Linked DNA regions of Mus musculus: regions 2 and 3 are each linked to region 1. A link is a contact called in public promoter capture Hi-C data. All regions are on one chromosome and are shown on one strand. Each heading gives the region's core, a stretch centred on a gene start, on an enhancer-like site or on the middle of the called end of the contact. The rest is flanking DNA. Distances are from core to core; before and after follow the strand shown.

Evidence for each region. Promoter capture Hi-C pulls out the DNA fragments that hold promoters and counts their contacts.
Region 2: a promoter capture Hi-C map of pre-B cells shows a contact between it and region 1. The contact joins the promoter of E2f3 here to the promoter of Mrs2 in region 1. A contact is called at or near these places in 1 of 39 promoter capture datasets (pre-B cells) and 1 of 115 datasets of contacts at active chromatin or transcription factors (astrocytes).
Region 3: a contact with region 1 is called in a promoter capture Hi-C map of pre-B cells, with 2.8 times the contacts expected there. The contact joins the promoter of Cdkal1 here to the promoter of Mrs2 in region 1. A contact is called at or near these places in 2 of 39 promoter capture datasets (cranial neural crest and pre-B cells), 2 of 484 Hi-C or Micro-C datasets (cerebellum and uterus) and 1 of 115 datasets of contacts at active chromatin or transcription factors (astrocytes).

What each region holds. Positions count from the first base shown.
Region 1 is chr13:25,018,163-25,022,392 of GRCm38.p6, reverse strand. It overlaps Mrs2 (MRS2 magnesium transporter), which reads left to right and starts at 2,076. Exons shown (of 11, transcript NM_001013389.2): 1 at 2,076-2,311; 2 at 3,800-3,873. The coding sequence starts at 2,149.
Region 2 is chr13:29,983,536-29,987,765 of GRCm38.p6, reverse strand. E2f3 (E2F transcription factor 3) reads left to right here and starts at 1,703. Exons shown (of 7, transcript NM_010093.3): 1 at 1,703-2,466. The coding sequence starts at 2,098.
Region 3 is chr13:29,853,641-29,857,870 of GRCm38.p6, reverse strand. It overlaps Cdkal1 (CDK5 regulatory subunit associated protein 1-like 1), which reads left to right and starts at 2,198. Exons shown (of 16, transcript NM_144536.3): 1 at 2,198-2,308; 2 at 2,930-2,973.

The DNA of each region.
Region 1 (4,230 bases), core at 827-3,326:
CCCCCACAAAGGGTTGCCCTAGGAAAGCCTCAATGTGGCATAGAAAATGTTAACTTTATTTGGTCTGGAAGCTTTGCCCTCTGCCATAGTCAGTAGCTCATGACTCCTTTCTAAATAAAATTGTCCAGAACACTGGTGTTGACTCCAAATGTCCCAAACCAAAAGATCTCTTACATCTTTAATAAGCTTTTGCCAGGCAACCCAAAGAACTTAGAAGGAGAGGGATCTCCGAGCTTCGCAGCTTAGAGGAGGTGCAGGATAGGATGTGAGGCCCTAACCCTGGAAGCGGATCCTACCGGTCAACCCCACCTTGAGGCTTAAGCAGCGTAAAGTTCAATCCCACCTTGAGGTGTAGAGGGGACTAGTTAGGATACAAGGCAAGATGGATCCCCTCTGCAGGAGACCGATTGATTTTGTTTTTCGGATAAGGCTAGCCTGGACCTTACTATGTAGCCGAGGCTAGCCTTGACTCTAGTTGCTCAGCTTCCATTTCCCATGGGCTTAGGTTATAGCACATACCACTACACCCAGCTTGACGTTGGTTTGATTTTTTTTTTCAGATAGAATACTATAGTCATGGGTGGGTTTTTTTGTTTTTGTTTTTGTTTGTTTGTTTGTTGGTTTGTTTGTTGGTTGGTTGGTTTGGTTGGTTTTTCGTTTTGTCTTGTTGCAGTTAACCTGATGTGCTGTTTGTCCATTTTCTCCCTTAATTTGCAGTGGCTTTACCTTTTCTTTTAACAACTTCATGGTGGAGAAAAGTCCTAGATTTGGTGCTAATTCTAGGGCTGGATACAATGACCTAATATGTGCTTTACTGCTCAGACAGTTTTGAGTCCTGAGTAACAACGTGCCACATTGGCCTGACATGTCCAAGGTGTTCTGTTCAATGTCCTAACCCTGCTTTTAAAAACCTAAATAAAGCCGGGCATGGTTGGCGCACGCCTTTAATCCCAGCACTCGAGAGGCAGGGGCAGGCGGATTTCTGAGTTCAAGGCCAGCCTGGTCTACAGAGTGAGTTCCAGGACAGCCAGGGCTACACAGAGAAACCGTGTCTCGAAAAACAAAACAAAATAAAACAAAAAACCAATAAACATAAATTGGACTATTAACAAGACCATGTGTCTGAACAGCTGCCAGCACTTGCCCAATGTTTTTCAAAGGTCATGTCATGGTGCGGGGTAGGGGGCGGCGGCAATGAAGTGTTTTTTAAATAATTATTTTTCTTGAATGACTATTTCCTGGCACATGTTTTTCAAAGATTTAGCACATCAAAGTTCTAATGAAGTGAAACCTCTATCATGTCCTTTCTGTACATTCAAGGCTCGTCCTACTAGCAATGCTTAAAGTACTTCTAGCTCTCGGTGTCCAAGCCAAACATCCATGGTCTCTTCTGGAACTTTCCTTTTGTCCACAGCTTCCCACTGTTCTACTCAATCCTTAGTGCCCGGCAAGATAAATAGTCCAACATCCCCATAGCTCCATGTTCATATATCAGTGAAGAAAGTTCTGAAACTCAAGTCTGTCTTTAGTATTGTGATGTAAACAACAAGTCTATTGACAAATATTTATTTTCTCTGGGGGCGGGCTGAGGGGTGTGATTAACTAGACTGATATCAAGTAGTGCAGACTGGCCTTACACTCTAGTTAAGAATGACCTTGAACTCTGGAGGGATTGCAGCTATGCGCCAGCACACTGCTCGCTTGGGCTTTTCCTTGTTCTACAGCAAAAGCTTAACGCACTGTCCCTTCAAAGTGAGTTTTAAACACAGTAGCCTTAAATAAAACTTATTTGATTTACTAATAGTGGTAACTTCCTCATCTCCCAACTGTATATTTGTGCATACATAGATACATAGGGGACCTTTCCAGAAAGTAGAATCAATCCGCAGCTCCTCGAAACAATGGACACTTTCGGAGCTGAGCTGCTTTGGTCAGTCTACCTTCACACTTGCACGTCCTGGCTCTGTTACGGACGCAGACCGGGTCGGCAGTCACCAGACACCACGCCGGAGCATGCGTGGACGGCAGCGCGCAGGCGCGGGACGGCTCGCGCAGGCGCGGTGCGCGGTTGTCGCGGTGAGCCGGTTGACCCGAGTTCCGGCATGTCGGACCGGCGTCCTGGGGCGGCTTCCCGGTTGCCCGCGCGCCATGGAATGCCTGCGCTGCCTGCCCGGGCTGCTGCCCCGCGCCGCGCAGCCCCGGAGGGCCCTGTGGACGGCGGTCGCGCGCCTGAGCCTCGCTGCCTGCGGCGGCCGCGCGACCCCTTTGCGCTCCCGGAGCCCGAAAGCGTCGAGCACAGCCCGCGCTGCAGGTACGCGCGTCCCGCGGGGCCCCGGCGGCCTCTGTCCCGCCTGCCCTTGGCCCCGCCATCCTCACCGCCGCTCGGCCTTGCCGGGCTCACCCGGCCCTCAGTGCTCCGGCCAGCACTGCGAGGACTTGATTGCGGTTTCTTGCTTATTGGGACAGGGTCTCCTTGTGTTGCCCAGGCTGGCCGCCAATTGACAGCAGTCCGGTCTCATCCTTCTGAATGAAGCCGTTAGAAGCGTTAACCGCCTCATTGGCTACTTTCGTTTGTTTTGTTATTGTTTTAAAATTAGCATTTAAACGGCCTTCTCTGAGTTTGTATGTGGAGGTCAGATGACAGCTTGCTCGAATCAGTTGTCTTAACGCAGGGCTTGGCGGCATGCATTTTGCTGGCCATCTGCTCAGCCCAAAGTAAAGGGTTTATGACAGCACTTTTATACATACTTTTTCCTGAAACCCCCTCATCCTACTGGCCCTTTTACTTCCTTATGCTCCCTTCTATTTTCGTGTCCCAGAATTCTGTTAGGTGGGAGTTTTGTTTGTTTCGAGTCGTGGTCTCACAGTAATCCAAGCTGGCTTGAAACTCTGCTGTGGAGCCCAGACCAAAGTCGATGTTGGGCAGCAGGAAGCTACAATTAGCAAGGTTGGGGTGTTATTAATTCTGTTTATTATGTTACTTTCTTCTGGGCACATTGATACAGTTACATAGTTGCCTTGGAATAAAGTAGGGAATTCCTAGAACTGAGTTTGAATGTGAAGCCAGTGATGAGCATTAATTAACCCTTGGCGAAGTCTACTCTGCAAGTAGCCAGCCAAGGGAGCAAAAAACGCTGGGGGAAGACAGAGGAGTCTTTCTTTGCTGATGCTTTGGTGAAACCTGAGGACAGCGTTTTCCACAAATGTGACTGCACAGAAACAGTCCTGACAAGAGTGGTTTGGGCTACTACTCTTTTTTGAATTGTACTTAAATTTTTCCCATAATGAGCTGCTGTCAGTCAACACCCCCTTCCCCACACCCAGGTCTTTTGCCACAAGCTTTTTTCCTCCCTTGATAATACTTGGGAACCAAGTGGTCTGTAAGACCCAGGAACTTAACTTGTGACTCTTGTCCCTAGAGCTTACATGGTAGAAGGAGAGAATAGACTTCTGACTTCCACAGTACTCAAACACACCCAATAAACAAATGTAAGTGTTATTTTATTACTTTTGTACAGTGCTTTGGACAAAGCCCAGGGCCTTGTGCATTTTAGACAGGCACTGGTTGCCCCAGCCCCAACTGACCTTTCTAATCACAGAGCAAGGACAGACAGACCTCAGTTAACAAGTTGTATGAGTTTAGTACATGGAAGTGGTGGGTAAGAAGATGGATAGAATGATTAGCTGGAAGCCTAACCAAACAAGTGTCTTCTTAAGGCTCCATGGACTATTAGAGCTACAGTTTCCCCTCCAAGAAAATGGGTTAGCACGGGCCATTCATTCTCTCCTTTGTTCTCAGGTGATGTGCTCCGGTTTAGAACCTCGGATGCCTCTCAAGCCACTTTAGCCAGCGTGGCCCAGGTGTTTGCTGTGGTGAGTACGCAGCGTCCAATCACTTGCCAGTTCACAGGGTTGGAGTCAGAGGAGGTATTTGCCTCTGTGCTGTGTTTGGCCAGTGACCCAAGCTCCTGAGAGATTGGTCTAGAGGAAGTCTTGAAGCTTTGCTGATGACTGGGGTTCTGGCTATACGGAACAGGCTCTTCCAATGACAGCTCAGACGTTTTCCCCTTGTCGATAAAATTAAGGTGTTTTTGTAGTACGTGTTAAAGGCTTCCACCAGAAGCATGTTTCTTTTCTTTTCTTTTTTTTCAGGGGGCTGGGGAGAAGGGGTTGGAGGCTGGGGAGAAGGGGTTGGAGGGAGAACAAGTCTAATGTAACTTAGCTCACTTC
Region 2 (4,230 bases), core at 454-2,953, 5.0 Mb before region 1:
ATAATAATAATAACAATAGCAAGCAATACCTAGGTGAAAGGACTAGGTGTAATGCAAGCCTTGTCATCCACTGAGCACCCTACCAAATACTCTACATTTAAAAAATTATAATGTGCCTGAGGTAGAGAAGGATGTATCCCAACAGCTGTTTTCCACAGTTCTCAGCTACTCAATGAAAATCTGGTCTCGACATCTACATCTTCCCTCACCTTCCTCCTCAGTCGTAAATACTTCTCATTGTGCGTATACAAGTGTGTGTGTACGTGAGAGTGCACACGCTTGTGCATATGCACGTGCCTGTGGAGGCCAGAGAGGTCAACCTCAGATGTCTCCCTCAGTAGCTCTCTACCTGAGTTTTCAGAATAGGATAGCTCAGTGAGTCTCGAATTTCCCAACTGGCTTCACTGGCTGACCATCAAGCCCCAATGAGTTTTCAGGTCTCATTCTCCCAGTTCTGGGATTAGTGATACACGCGGTCATGCCTAGCTTTTTAAATGTGAGTATTGGGGATCAAATATAGGTCCCCTCACTTATGTAAGTAACTGATCCATTTCTCCAGCCCCACAATGCTCATTTTAAAGATCCGTGAGTATTTACTTTAATATAGAAACCAGTTCGACGATTTCATTTTCCTTGACATTTTCTGATTTCCATATATACATATATATGCATACATTTTTCTCCTCTTTTAAAACATATCGGGTTAGGTTTGCGTTGTAGTGTTTGCTGTTTGCTTAAGAATTTCCTGGCGTATGAGGCTGTAAAGAGCTGAGTGCAGGCAGCTTTCACTGGAAGTCCCACGTCACCATAAAAGCCTGTACTACTTTGGATTACTGCATGGCGGATTAAAAACCCGCGGATCAGTTCTAGGTTAGCCCTGATTAACTCCCCTGGGTGTTTCTGGGCCAGAGAGGGTGCTTGTTAGACTCAAACCTATACTTGTAGTCAGAGTTCACTGAACAAAGAGTTAATTTTTACTTAAATCGAAATCGGGCTAATCATGAAGCTGCCAGGAATGATCTGGAATATGAACTAAAGTGTGCCTGCAGTCGCGTCAGCTGAACCTTCTACCCCCACGGTTCTGTCTGCCCACATGCTTCTGTCTATCAGCCTTGGCCTCCGGATCCGCTCTCACGTCATTGGTTGGATTTCAGGAAGGAAGAAACCCAGGATTTAAAGGGCTCAGTTTTCCACCTGCCAGGCCGGGTCCAACTTGCCTTTGACACATATTTAGGGGAATTTCTACCAGTTCTTCATTTACTACACTGCTTGGTTACAGGAAACAAAGTCCCTGAGGGTGTCACCTTGACAATTTCCAAAACCGAAACTTGCGCTCAAGACTAGATCCACACTGAGTCTGCGAGGCAGAGTCCCTGCCCAGGTCATCAGAGCCAGCCCCGCGGGTAGGAGCGAGGGAGGGGCCTGGAATGGGCGTGGCTTTCCGTGGGAGAGTAGGACTTTGCCCCACCTCCTAAGAAGCCTGCTCTGCTTCCAGCCAGTCAGGTTGCTCTATGCAAATAGAGCCCGGGTCACCCCGGTAACCATGGTGTATGGCAGCCAATGGAAAACAGCCAGTGGCGACCTCGCTCCAGGATTGGTACCGAAGTAAGGCGACAGGGATCCAATGGACTGTGGGAACAGTCCTCGGCGGGTTGAGGGGCGGAGATATGCAAATATGGTTTGAAAAGCCGGCGGGAAATCTGAGTTTCGCGGGAGGACCTTGGCGCGTAAACCGTATCCCTTCATTCATTGTCAGCAGCAGCTTCCTGGAGCCATTTTTCAGCTGCCGGCCGCAGCACCCGGGCTGCCGCCACCGCCTCGCAATCCGTTGCATCGGCTGCCCCCGACGCCTCCATCCCTCCTCGGGGCCTGATATCCGTGCGGCCGGGACCCTCCTCTCTCCAGACCCCCGATTATTTTTGGCCCCCGGGGCCTGTGCGGTGCGGAAAAATAAAAAGAAAAGAGAGAGAGAGGGTTCGGAAGCGCCGGGAGGGGAGGCGAGAAGGAGAGACTTGGAAACTCCGGCTGCAAATAATAAAAGAAATTGAAAGCAATACGTTAATATATCGTAACACTAAAAAAGAGCAGGAGCGAGAGATGAGAAAGGGGATCCAGCCCGCCCTGGAGCAGTACCTGGTGACCGCCGGGGGTGGGGAGGGGGCGGCTGTCGTCGCCGCCGCCGCTGCAGCCTCCATGGACAAAAGGGCACTGCTAGCCAGCCCCGGCTTCGCCGCCGCCGCCGCCCCGGGCACGTACATCCAGATCCTCACTACGAACCCTTCCACCACGTCCTGTGCCACCTCCCTCCAAAGTGGCGCCCTGACCGCCGGCCCCCTTCTCCCCAGTGTCCCCGGCACGGAGCCGGCCGCCAGCAGCCTCTACACCACGCCACAAGGACCCTCCAGCAGAGTCGGGCTGCTGCAGCAGCCACCAGCACCAGGACGCGGCGGCGGCGGTGGCCCACCGGTAATACCCTCCTCAGCGTCCCTAGCCCAGGTGGGAGGCGGGCTCCCGGGAGCGGTGGCGGCGGGAGCGCGAGGCTGAGCATCGTGGGCCTCGTTGCTGTCCCTTCCAGCGTGTGCTTATTGTTAGACTCGGGGTGCTTTCCTGCGGACGTTGGGAGGACGTGGGGGCCTGGGCAGGCACGCGGGGCAGTGGGGAGTCCCTCTTTGAGAACCACATCCAACACTCCAAAACTTTTCGCGCCCCCCCCCCCTCCACTTCTTTTCCTGCACTTTTCCCTACCCCCACTCTCCCCTCCCTTGCAACTCGAAGCTTCCTCTTTCTCGGGCGTAGGAAGGGGTCACGCCCCGGATGGAGAAGGGGGTGGGGGAGGGAGTAGTGCACTGGAGAGTGGGGGACCCCAGAGGATGTAAACTGGGGGACCCGAGGCGTGCAAGCCTCCTCTCCTGTCTCTGCTGCCCCTGGGCGACTGGGGGTCCCGCAGGCGTGCTCCGAGCGCAGGGGCGCCAGTGCCTGGCACCTTTGGGGACCTAGCTCCAGGCAACAAAGGGGATCTGGGAGGTGGACGGGTATCGCGGTGGGGGAGGTGGAGCTGAGAGCCCCGGTGGGCCAGGGCTCGCGCTGTCTGCGACAAGGGGCCGGCGGGCGGGTGCTCCGGCCTGGGCGCATCTCCGCGGTGGCAGCGGCGGCGCCCGCGTGGCCGGAGCGCTGGGGCCTTGCTCTCCGGGCCCCGGGCCTGCCCTTGACCCGCCTCTCCCCTTGCCCCTTCCTTCCCCGCCCTGTCCCCCTCCCCGCCCCCCCGGCGACGGAGGGCGGGGGCAGCCGGGTTCCCGTCCCGCCGCCAGGATCTGTCCCTTCTCTCCGGGACCCGCCGGTGACGTTTCGCACACGTGCGCGGAGGACGCGCCTGTGACTGGGGAGGAGGCGGCGGCGGGAGGGGGCGCTGGAGGGGGAGAGGGGGCACCCACTTCCTCCTGCTCGCCGGCTCCCAGGCCTGGGACGGTCCCGGCGCCCTCGCACCCGGCACCGCCACCCTCCCTCTCCCGTCCCCACCCCCCCACGGCGCCCGCCCTCGCCCGGCGCCGCCGCTCCACTCGGCCTCGGGCCCCCTCTCCAGCCGGCCCCCCACCTCCCCCGGAGCCAGGCTGCTTTCGGAAATGCCCTTACAGCAGCAGGTTAGTGACCTGGACCGCGCGGGGGCCCGAGCCACCGCCGCGGGGACCCGGGATCCCCGGGGGGCCCGAGCCGGAGGGTAGGCGACGGAGCGGGGTTTTGGAGTGGGAACGGGGGGTTGGGTGCTTGAGGGAAATGAGTAAGCAAGAAAAATCTAACTAAGTAAATCCCCGGCCTCCGCTTCTAGGAGCCCCGGGGCGGGAGTGGCCGCCCCCGGGGTGGGTATAGTGTTTACGTGTGTTTCTTTTGGGGGGTGGATGGATGGGCAATTGAAACCCTGATGAGGGCTTCACGCCCGTGGCCGAGTTGAGCTGCTTTCTGTCTTGCTTCCCTTGTGCTGGAGGGGGAGGGGGCGGGTCAGAGGGTAGGGTGTCTGTGGGGTTCCCAGGCCACCCGCCACCCCCTCCCTTTGTCCCTGTAATTTATAAAGCGCCTTTGAGAGATGATTTAGGTCAGTATGCGGCTTTCCTTTTTGTTGCTACTAGAAAGAAGTGTGGCCCCGAGGTCTCCCTCTCTTCCTTTCTCTCCTGCATTCCTTCCTCCATGCCTTCTGTCTTCACCCTCGTGTTGTGCCTTGGCCCAGACCAGACTAGA
Region 3 (4,230 bases), core at 949-3,448, 4.8 Mb before region 1:
CCTGTCTGTCTTTCTGTCTGTCTGTCTTTCTGTCTGACTGTCTTTTTTTGTGGAGCTAGCATCAGATTCTTGCTTATGACAAAAGCCGAGGATTCTGGGCCTAGGTAAGTTACCTGCTCTACGGCAAGGGAATGTGGTGTTCTCATTGCTCTAGCAAGGGTTCCAGGTTTCAGGAGTCTGAAAAGAGAAATTTACTTACACACTTAGAGCAACGCCATTTATGTGACCTGCTAGAGCAAGCGAATAGCTGGTGCCAGAAGTTCAATACTCTGACCTCTAGTGGCTACTTTATAAGATGCCCTTCAGCATTCCTCCACAGACTGGAGGTGATTTCATGTCCCTGTCTAGCAGCATTTAAGAGCTTCAGCTCCTCCCTCTTACCCTATATTTTGAGGCACTCATTCACTAGAGGCAGCCTTTCTTTTGATGTTGCTACAGCATTCCTCCTGTTTTCTCTTTGTTCACACTATCACTCTTTCTTGTTGGGTTCATCCACTCTTGGGGGGAAAAAATCTTCCTTAAAAATTACTGTTGTGCTGGGCGGTGGTGGTACACACCTTTAATCCCAGCACTTGGGAGGAAGAGGCAGGTGGATTTCTGAGTTCGAGGCCAGCCTGGTCTACAAAGTGAGTTCCAGGACAGTCAGGGCTATACAGAGAAACCCTGTCTTGAAAAAAACCAAAAAACCAAACAACAACAACAGCAACAACAAAAAATTACTGTCATATAGTTTTCAGCCAGGGGAGCCTTATTCTGTCAAGTAATTTCTTATACAGGATCAATCTTCACAGTCCCTGTATCCAACATCGATTCTTATGTGCACCCCTTGTTTTGAAATTAGAGCTGGGTTTTGGTCACAGGCTGTGGAAAGTCAATGTAAATCACAGCACATTTAATGCCCAATCCCTACAGTTCACATCTACGTTTGTCCCATTCGCCTAAGAAATAGACTTATCTGTCTTAAGACTGTCGCTATTATGTCCATGCAATCTCTGCACAAACAATTCATATGCACTTTTTAAAGAGCGAATTAAACTCACACACATTGTGTCTCATGAAAAGTTATTGATTGGTTTAAATTCAATAGTACAACCGATAATTGCTAAAGTTATAAACTAAATCTGTTTTTAATTTTTTGTAATTTCTGGATTTATTATTCCTTTGTCCATTGGTTTTATTATTGCTAACATTTTCCCATTCAGTTTTCACTATGGAGACAAAAGCAAGAAAACAAACAACAACAACAAACCTAGGGTCAGGAGATGCAGCTTAGTGGTACAGTGCTTGCTTAGCATGCAGAAGTCCCTGGGTCCCAATACACAGACTGCTAAACCACTCATCCTTCAACAAAAATCTTCATCCCTTTGAAAACATAAAGATTTTGTTCCATATTTTTCACATCATTCCTTTCTTTTTGCTTTTTAAATATAAAGTTATGCATTACTGACAAAGAAAGTATAAAGGTTTCTTCTTATGTATTCTTATGGAATTATTAAATGAAACCTGACTACCTCGGCTGAATTGTCTCTGCAGAAGCAGAAATATAAGCCTACTGCAGTGGGCCACAACCGTAATCCCAGCAGTAGGAGGTAGATGTGGGCACGAGTTTGGTGTTAATTGACTTCTGTTATTCGATAGAACAACTATTATTTTAGTTATTCTTCTCTATAGAAGAGAAGGAAATTAGTTGGGCATGGTGGAGCATGCTTTTAATCCTAGAGATCTGGAGGTAAAGGCAGGTCGATCTGTGAGTTCGAGGCCAGTTCATTCCATATAATGAGTGACTGTGCAATTAAGGTTTTATAGAGAGATGCTGTCTCAAAAGAGATAGAGATGATAGATAGATAGATAGATAGATAGATAGATAGATAGAGGAGGGAACTGATAAAATGTAATGAATGTAATGAAAATGATTTACTCCGGAGGTAATTATTCTGGTAAGTATTTAAAGTCTCCAGTCCCTTTTTGTGAATAATGAGTAGTAATAATAAATGGCAAGATGTTTATGTTAATCTCTTAACTGTGCAGGACAAGTTATAAGGTTATAACTTAGCAGAAGTTAGTTGATAAGCTAACATAATGAGGTAGGAGTGTATTTTCACCTTTGTTTGTAGAAGAATGTGGTAATAATTATAGATAAAAACAAACGCAAACTTGAAACAACGATCTGTTTTGACCTCTCCGGTCTACCGTCGCGGAGCATGCGCAAATCAGCCCGGCGGGACACAAGTGTCATGGCGCTCTCCATCTGAAGTCTGTGCAGTTTCCTGGCAGGGGCTTGTGGTTTTTTTCCTCTCAGTTCGGACAGGTGAAGTTCTGGATCTGTGTATACTGGGGCAAATGGATCAGTGCTCAGCGACCGTGGGCCGAGCTGCATTTTGGGCGGAGCTTCGTTTCCGCAGGTTTTCTCCTTTGGGCCGATCGCCCGCTTGTTCTCGCAGTTTGGAAAAGACTTGGCGGCTGGCGTGGAGAGTCGGACTCTGGAGCGCTGCCTGGAGAGAGGCCGGCGTGGCGGCAGACACTGCTGGCTGGCGACGTCAGGGACTTCCATTCTGCTCTAGCCTCATTTCCCCTCTCGCTTTACCCGTGAATGTACTTGTGCTACGCGATCAGGGCTTCAGGAGATGAGTGTTTTGCACTGAAGTTGGGCATAGGGGCAGAGGTCGCTTGTGTTTTTGCGCCCCCTTCCCCTCTTTTCTTTGCTCCCTTGCTTAGAAAACTTTCCTGTGTCATAAGGGATCACTTGTTTCTTACTTGGTGATTTTCATTGTGCTCAGGTGTTACAGTGCAGGGTAGCAGTTTAAAAAGTGGCTAGATGCATCCTTTTTTTTTTTTTTTTTTTTTTTTTAAGGAAGTTGTAAAGAGGTCATACACTGGTTTTATGAACTTATAGGGTACTCGCATTTTCTAATTAATTTTAATTTTTCAGATTCATCTTTCAAGAGGACTTGAGACCAATTTCAGAAAATCAAGGTATTGGTTTATTTTAGTTTCTAATATTTGAGTAATTAGTTCTGCATTAGAATATGAAGAAAGATGTCTTAAGTTTTTAGTAATTAGCCAGTATCATTTTGTGAAAACTAGATTTCCCTATAACTTCATCGGAGAGACATTTTTGTATCTCTTCCTTAGTTTTTCATTTTCATTAAGAAGCGAGACATGCTCTCTTTCCCATTTGTGGCACATCTGTTTTCTTGTTTGGCTGTTGCTTAGTCCCTGTTATATCCTACTTCTCTACCTGGCTGTTAAATATGACTTTCTTTCTTTTTTTAAAATATGTATTTATAATTTTATGTGCACTGGGATTTTGCCTGCATGTATGTCTTTGTGAGGTTATCAGATCCTGGAATTACAGACAGGTAAGAGCTGCCATGTGGTTGCTGGGAATTGAACCCTGGTCCTCTGGAAGAGCAATCAGTGCTCTTAACTCTGAGCCATTTCTGCAGCCCAAATATGGCATTCCTGAAGGCTTGTTTCTGTACCTCTTCTAGCTGGGTTGTCTTGTTTCTCTCTCCCTCTCTCTCTCTCTTTTTTTTAAAATTTATTTTTATTTTTTAAATTTGTTGAGATGTTGTCTTAATGTTTATCCCTTGTTAGCCTGGAACTCACTATATAGACCAAACTTGCAAGTGCTGGGATTGAGTGTGTGCACCACCATGCCAGGCCAGATTCTTGTTTCCTTTCTGTGCGATGTGATTCACTGCTGTTAAACATGGCTACTTGTCTTTGTAATTCTCATTGTCTTCGGGAGTGTGAAACGGTATATCTTTGTGGGTTTGAATGGCCTTTCCCTCATGGCTGACTTTACTGACAGCTCTCTGTGCTTATCAGATACTTATATATCTTGTTTGGAAGTATGTCTGTTGGGATCCCTTTCCCGTATTTTAATTTGGGGTTGTTTGTATTTTTGGGTTCTTTATTTACTCTGATGAGAGGCCCTTATTGTATTCTATGAGTTACTACTGTTTCCTCCCACTGCATGCTCTCTCATGGTCTTCATATTGTCTTTGAAGCATGAGAATTGTTTTGTTTTGTTTTTTTCTCTTTTTTGAGAACAGTTTTCACATAGCCCAGGTTAGCTTCAAATTTGATTTGTATCTGAGACCAGCCTTTGAGTCCTGGTCCTCCTGCCTTAAATTCCCACGTGCTGGCATTGCAAGCACAAGCCACTGCATCTGGCTGAAACACTAATTTTGATGAAGTCTAACCTGTTTTTCCTTTTGTGCTCTT